Regions from separate parts of the Sus scrofa genome. Here region 2 is linked to region 1. A link is a contact called in public Hi-C data. All regions are on one chromosome and are shown on one strand. The core of a region is the stretch at or near the end of the contact, and the rest is flanking DNA. Distances in the headings are between cores, read along the strand shown.

Region 1 (4,090 bases), core at 682-3,181:
TCAATAAAAAGCAAAGTAATAATAATCAATCCATAGGTTATTTTTTCTTTTTAAAAAATAGTCAACTGCTTTGACTTATTAAAATTTTTTTTGAGGTTTGTATTCAAACAAGTAAAATTTACATTTACTCTATTTTATCTTTATATATTTTATTGTATTTTTAAAATTTACCATTGTGAAATTATTTTTTAAAACTATTTTCAATTTTCATGTCCATGTATCTGATTCATTAAAATTCCTGGTGTGTATGTTGCAAGACTTTTGGCGAATAGACATTGAAAACAGAATGTCACTTAACATACATGACAATAGCCACAATTTAGTAGAATAAAAATAAAGTTTTGTCCGAAAATAGTTACAACTATAGAAGTGTATTTCATTGCAGTTCTAGAGAAAACATTGAAGAGTTAATAGCACAATGATTATGAGCATGAACTCTAAGGCCAGATTACCTAGATTCGATTATGTCTTTCACTATATGACCTGCAAATTGCTTAATCTCTCTGTGCCTCAGTTTCTACATCTGTAAAATGGAAATAATAATATGACCTATTTTAAAGGATTGTAACTGTATTTAATTAAAGTAATATATGTAAAATACTTAGGACAGTGTTATGTGTCAACATTAGATAAAAGGTAGCCTTTAATTATTATTATTATGAAGTAGAGCCCCAGAGTGTCCGTTTGAATTCAGTGAAATGAGGAGTTGGGTTCTCAACTTTGCAGGTCTAGTAATTCACTTTTATCACTGCTCCCAGATTTAATCATCTCAAGTCTCTGAGAGAAGGAATTAAACAAACTCATGGGTGACTAATGTAACAGCCAGAAGTCCCATTTGTAAAAGTGACAGAAAAATTATTTTGAAGCTATTACTGAAGTAATTTTTTTTTCCTCATGCAGTGCCTTTTACCTGTAATTCTATTGGGCTCTTTGATCTAGATATTGGTCTCTATGACTCAGAGAAGGGAGGCTTCAATAGAAGAAAAAAAGTTTATTAATAGTCTTTGAGGTTGGAAAGCCTTAGCATAAATATAAAGCAAGCAAGAAAATTCATTTAGTCAAGCCCTCTTTGCCCTGGTCACTGGATGAAGATCCTCCTGCCTTTGGTAGAACAAAAGAGCTAGAGAAGATGGCAGTGGAGTAAATCTAGGTGTTCTTCCCTGAAAAGAAGTTCTCTGCTCTGCAACCTGCTCCAAAGCTGAGCCCTGAGGAGGTGGTGATACAAGTCCAAAATTAACTTGGGATCCCAAGAGCCGTGAGGACACAGGTGGGATTTCCTCACGTGCTGTGATGGCATGACACCAGTTGAGTAGGGGTGAGGGTATAGCATGACATGATGTGGTGTGTCAGGTGATGAGAGTTTGATTTTTATGACCCCCAGAGTGGCTTGGAAAAACCTTGCTATTTTCCTCCCCCACCCACTTAAAACTGGTCACAAGGAATTCCTTTGTGACTCAGCAGTTTAAGAATCTGGTGGTGTCACTGCAGCAGCTTAGGTCACAGGATCAGTCTCTGTGAGAACTTTCACATGCCTCAGGCACAGCCAAAAAAACAGTGGCCACAAATTTTTTGCTACTTCCTGTTAAGAAGTAGAGACTAATTCCCTTCTCCTTGACTGTGGGCTGACCTAGTGGCTTGGTTGACCAATAGGATGCACCAGAAGTGAGCTTCTGTGCATTCCAGGGCCAGATAATAAGACATTTTGCAACTTTCACTTGGATCTCTTAGAATGTTCCTTTAGGGGAAAGCCAGTTGCATGAAAGAAATCTGGCCATCTTGCTGGAAAACCTATCTAGAGAAGTCCTAAGACTTTTTGGATAGGGTCAGGGCCTAGGGAAGCTCAGCCTGCCACGTCTTTCCACCAAGACAACAGGCATGTAAGTGAAACCATCTTGGGCTTCCAAACCAGTCCAGCCACCAGCCACACAGCACTAAATGATCCTAGGGGAGGCAGAAAAAACATCCAGCCCAGCCCTTGAAGATCTGACCATATGTCATGAACATAATAAATCAATTATTACTGTAAGCCATTAGTTTTGGGCGGTTTGTTCCACCACAATAAATGACCAAACCAGTACATACTCTTCGCATGACCTTAGAATTGCTCAGAAGCAGTTGGATAAATTGTCTGACTTTGACCTGAAGAAGCCTTTTGGTCAGGGGGCAATTTATATGCTGATCTGGGGGGGTGATGATTATGCAATCCCTACCTTCAAAAGACCTTACAGGAGGGACTTCTGTTCCTAAGTATTGACAGAAAAAACCCACTCATTTTCACATTAGCAGTGAACATTAGCAGGGACAATGATTGACCAAAAAATAAATATCACTACTGCCATGATTATGTTTTTGGAGTTATAAAACATCATGGGCCTGCCAGCCATCCACTCTCTAAATCTTAGATACTGCTCATGGAGATGGAAGGAATTTAAGGGACCTTGATTCCACCGGGAAAACCTCACACGACAGAGGAACCCATGATTTGAATGAAAAATATCTTGAAGTGATTAAGTTGGTTATTTGCCACTCAGAAAAATGGGGATTAAAATAGGAATTAAGTAGTCATAGAAAGATGAAAAGAGTGATATTTTTTAGCACAACTGCAGTTTCTGAAATAAACATCTGTCATATTAATTAAATATGTGAAACACAACTGTAAGTCAGAATATGCTTGCTATCCCATTAGCTCATCTCTTCTTGATCCATTTATTCTTTTACAGTGGGAACTGTTTCTTTTGTTGTGATCAGAACACTTGAGTCTGCTCCAGTGCATAGACTTGCTGAGAAGCTAAATTAGTCATCAGGCTATTTGGTTATCATGGGTTTGAACAAAGGTAAAAGGAGAAATTACGTTATTTAGGCCATGGTGACAGAGCTGTTGACCTATTCTGCCCTTCAGTTGACAACACCCCTAATCTACTTGGTGATTAGAATTCTTGGGCTGTCCCCTGTCCCTCGCTCAGCATTGTTTTCTTCTATACATACTAAATAAATTATAGAGAATTCTGGCTCCTTCATTGCCTTTTATCTCTTTCTAATGTGACCATTCTACCAGTGACGGTAAATTTAATCTATAGATATGTTTATACTGTTAATTAGGTTATGCTCAAGGCCTGCCTGCTTTTGGCTTTGTAACATAATATCTCTTAGGGGCTCTATCCTCAGCAGATTTAATTTATCATGTGTTGATTTTACTAATTTAACTCATGTCTCATTGCTGCCTCAATGTTATGCCTAAGAGGGTCACTCTTTCCCTCTAATCTTGTAAGACTTTCAGTGCAATGCCAAGGATGCTGAGCAAGAAAAATCCCAATAAATAAGAAAGGAGAAGTATGACACATTTTTCTCTTAGGAAGTTAAAGGAAGGGAAGGTTTTAATATCTTATTATAGATTCTACTATCAGGTATACATTATCTTATGCAATTTACAATTTTTGTGTTTGAAAAATCTCAAGGCTATGCCTATTTATACGTTTTTACAGGAGAACCCTGATGATTTGTTCATTAACTAATTAATTAATTTACTTTGCTTTTTAGGGCTGCATCTGAGGCAATATGGAGGTTCCCAGGCCAGGGGTTGAATCAGAGCTACGGCTGCTGGCCTACACCACAGCCACAGGAATGCCAGATCTGAGCTGCATCTGTGACCTACACCACAGCTCACGACAATGCTGGATCCTTAACCCACTGAGCAAGGCCAGGGATTGAATCTGAAACCTCATGGATCCTAGTCAGGTTCATTAACCACACTGAGCCACGAAGGAACTCTGTTCATTAATTATTAATCAAATATTTATTAACCCCTGATTAGAATCATGATCCTTGGTAGATGCCTCTTCAGTCCTGGGAAAAGAAAATAAACAATATATAAAGTGATATTCTTCTTTTCCTTTTATATCTATATGAGTTATGGATGTTCACTAAACTTAGTGTGGTAATCATTTCATGATATATATAAGTCAAATCATTATGCTATATACCTTTACCTTATACAGCATTTTATGTCAATTATATCTCAATAAAACTGGGAGAAAAAATACGTAGAATATAAGGCACACAAAAAAGCACATGAAATGCTCAGCATAATTAG
Region 2 (4,090 bases), core at 677-3,176, 340 kb before region 1:
AAATCAGTATCAAGCAGCAATTCAACTGTGTGTCTATACATCATCATAATATTTGAAATATTCACTTTATAACAAGATGTTGGAAATTCTACTTTTATGGCATTTGGATTCATTCTTATGTTTCCTAGCTTAAGACCACATAACCTGCACAAAATTATAATGCCTTGACATCATTGCATATTGATACTTCCAGGTGAACAAATTAATGTAAAACATAAACTGATTATCAAGCCTTAGAGAAACTATTTGCTCCTGAGTGTTCAAGTGGTTTGAAAGTTGGAACCTGGTACCACATTCATAAACAAGAGAATTTGCTTATTTGTTATCAACTTGGAAATGCTTTTATTACTGAATTTTATGGAACAAATACACTGCCTAGAATAAATAGAGGATGTATTCACTAATTTAATGGTATAACAAGTAACTTCTGATGGACTTTTTTGTGTTTTAGTGTCTACTTAATGTTCAAAATTTCAATTTGAGTGAATAAAATGAGAAGAATAGTGGGATAAAAAGGTCTAGCCCAATAAAAAAATTTTATGATATCACTTTCAGTTTTTTAGTGTATATTTGTGTTGCTAGGTACATTTCATCATTTCTAATGAATCTAAGACAGTTAAAAATCTATTTACGGTTTCTGTCAATTCGATCTTGGAGAATTGTCTTGTGAATTGTTCGCTTTGAGGATTTAGAGTATATTATATTTTCCATAAATTGTGCCTATTTCAAGATAAAATAATATATATGTTTGGGTAGGTCTACTCTATAATACCACTTGGTGCTCCTTTGCCAAACTGAGAACACTTAGAGTATTCAGAGCCTTGCTAGAGAATGTAACAGCTCCCACAAATTTTACATATTGCTCCCAGCATCTCTCTAATAGTAATTACTTGGTAGTCTTCTTGGGCAGTCTAGTAAAACAAAGGTATATTTTTTTAAAAAACAGAGGACTAAAGATGATTTTATTTTCATAAGAAGTAAGAAAACTGTAATTGATTTTTAAAACTGAAGTACTTTGATTAGTTGTAAGGCTAATCCAACATGGGAATAAAGATGCCTTTTGCTCACTGTTTCCACTAAGAACTGGTGACCTTTTGAAGGATCTTGGCAACAAACATTTCAGTGATAACTTACCACCATAGCAAAACAATTCACTGCTAAAAATAGTTATGCTGGGATAAAATGCAATCTTGACTTTCTGAGAGCCCACGAGTCCAGTTTATCTCAGTTACTGATATCATTATTTATGTATCTATGTTTTAGAATCAGGTGTGTTTTAGATTCAGTTATTAAAAAACAACAACAAATCAATGGGAAAGCTGTTTTGAAGATTAGAATGAGGTGGCTGAAAGCTTCTCCACATGAGATCTTAAAAGGGACTGTAATGTGAGGCACAGAAGAAAATAAAAAATGAAATCAGTCCTGTTTACTGATTTTGTATAATTTATTAAACCTGGGTTTTGTCCCTATGCAAGTTTGGCCTAAAATACTCCAATTTTTTAAAAAGCTTTATGATACTTAGAATAGATTTAAGACTTTTCCAAATGGTCAGATCTGATTGGGTAAGACTACTTTAGTGTTTTAACTCAATAATTATCCAAAGCAATAATATTTAAAACATATACTGACATCATTTGTAAATTTCTTAAAACTTTCTACTTATTAAAATGACAAGTATAGATACAATAACTGCTTAAAAATGATTAAGTTTTTGATTTCAAAAAGTCCTTACTCTTACCTTCACAGAGTAATAATTGAATTCAGGAAGTTTCTGTTGTGACTTAGCGGTAAAGAGACTGACTAGTATCCATGAGGATGAAGGTTCAATTTAGTGGGTTAAGGATTCAGGTTGCTGTGAACTAGGCCACAGATGCAGCTCAGATCCCATGTTGCAGTGGTTGTGGTATAGGCCGGCAGCTGCAACTCCAATTCGACCCCTAGCCAGGGAAATTCCATATGCTGCAGGTGTAGCCCTAAAAAACCCCCCCCCCCAAAAAAAGGAATTGAATTCAATTCACAGAGAATTGAATTCAATAATCTGTTAAGGCTCTAGGAGGTGTCTGGTTTAGGTTATTTGCCTTTTCCCGTCATGATCCATACAACAAGGACAGATATTCCCAGTAGGGGTCAGCCTTGTGTTGGTAATTACTGTACCAAAAGAAAAAGCTAAGGATTTTATTTAAAAGTCAAGTATATGTCATGTAAATGGAAGCCATTGATTGTGGAAAGAAGAAACTTAAAAGTCAAACATCTATATTGCAATGAAAGTAGCTGTGGGTAATATTTTGTTTCTTCTGTTACTATTTTTTCCCCCCAAAGCTTCAGAAGGCCCTATTGCTTTGCTAAATACTCTCCAAAAGTGGGCTGTAAATGATAAAAATGAGTAGTTATCTAAATGCAGCAGCAGATCATTAGACTTTAAAGTGAAAAAAAAAATTGCCTGCCAAATTGAGGCTGAGTTAAAAAAAAAAAAACAACCCACAGAGGTAAGATAATATTGTACAAGTCAGCCACTTGCCTTAGTTGCCTTCTGCAAGTGTTGGGATAACTGTGTCTGTTCTCTTTTCTTAAAATAAATCTTATTTTACTCTCATTACTCAGACTAAGCTAATCTTCTGATCTCTAAAGCAAGCACTTTTTAATAAATGCAGAGATGGAAATCTGGGATAAAAACATATGTTTTAGAATAATGTCTCTGAGTTGTTGATGTCAACATGCTATAAGCAGCCAAACGAGTATGGCCCAGAAACATCTTTGAGGGTACTGAGATGATCAGTGTGTTGGCAACAGCAGTGATGGCACAGAGTAGCCTGGGGAGGCTTTAATTTCCCACACCCAAAACAAACATGATTAAGCAAATATTATGTTTGTTATGCAAATACAACCTCAAGGCAAGATGCTTAGTATCTTCCTTCCAACTAAATTATTACCCAAAGGTCCTTCCTACTAGAATTTGTAGCACCAGTATTGGTTAGAAATGAAAATATTCAGATTTTAAGTTCTAGCACTACCAGTAAAGAGTTGGGAAGTGGCCTTGAGCAAATCACATTTCTGGGCTTTGGTTTGTTCCTCAGTAAAGGGAAGGGATTGCATTTTGGAGGCCACCAGTGCCAGCATCTTCCAGGGACAGGAAGATGTAAGTTGCTGAGAGTGAAGGGGCTGGTGGAGTGTGCAGGCTCTACAACAAAGTATTGGCTAAAATATACATATACATATATATATGTATGTATGTATATGTGTGTGTATATATATACAGTGTGTGTGTGTGTGTACATATAAAATGCTCCATCTTGGTCAAACTAATCCAACATGTAGATATGATAATCTTTGGGTTAAGTAATTTTGTGAAAGGGAATTGTATTTAAATTTTTTTTTTTTTTTTTTTTTTTTTTGTCTTTTTAGGGCTGTGCCCACAGCATATGGAGGTTCCCAGGCAAGGGGTTGAATTGGAGCTGCAGTTGCTGGCCTACACCACAGCCACAGCAACAAGGGATCTGAGCCGCATCTGCGACCTACACCACAGCTCATGGCAACGCCAGATCCTTAACCCACTGAGCAAGGCCAGGGATTGAACCTGCATCAGATTCACTTCCACAGAGCCATAGTGGGAACTTTCAGAAGAACTTTTGGATTTTTTAAACCATTCTCCATACTTGGCCCCTTACTGCCTTGTGTTTGTTTTCCTATCAACTTCCCTTCTCTTCTTCTAAGTGGAACAGCATTTTGTATCAGCAAGTAGAAGAAAGCCGAACAGCATAGGTTTAAAGTTGATGCTAATGCATCAGGAAATGCTTTTTTTCTGAGAAATGTTATCCTCATCCTTAGGCTTGTCATAAAGTGTCTACCTTAACTTGAACTGCTGTTTGCCTCTGCTTATATTATTAAGTCTGTTGGTTTGATCCACAATAGCTAGCAACAATTTTCCGTCATTTCATCAAAGTTATTGGTAAAATACTTAAGAATTTTTGGTGGGCTTTATGCCAACTAAATTGCTGGAGCCAATCTTCAGTCTCCTTTCATATGTTTATTTTCACTAGCATGTGACTTTTTACCTACATTGTCTTATTGGTTAGACCAAAACAAATAATAC

What was found. A called contact is a pair of places that touch in the nucleus more often than the background predicts.
Region 2: a Hi-C map of heart right ventricle shows a contact between it and region 1, with 2.9 times the contacts expected there. The contact joins two enhancer-like sites. A contact is called at or near these places in 2 of 47 Hi-C or Micro-C datasets (embryonic fibroblasts and heart right ventricle).

The regions. Positions count from the first base shown.
Region 1 is chr16:39,111,097-39,115,186 of Sscrofa11.1, reverse strand. The region is part of intron 3 of PDE4D (cAMP-specific 3',5'-cyclic phosphodiesterase 4D); the gene reads left to right. Among named protein-coding and RNA genes, the nearest start is that of MIR9800, 140 kb to the left of the region's middle. Within about 2 kb of position 1,931, at least 18 of the 83 cell types and tissues checked have an H3K27ac peak or open chromatin away from gene starts, as enhancers often do.
Region 2 is chr16:39,454,612-39,458,701 of Sscrofa11.1, reverse strand. No RefSeq gene overlaps it. Among named protein-coding and RNA genes, the nearest start is that of PDE4D, 50 kb to the right of the region's middle. Within about 2 kb of position 1,926, at least 2 of the 83 cell types and tissues checked have an H3K27ac peak or open chromatin away from gene starts, as enhancers often do.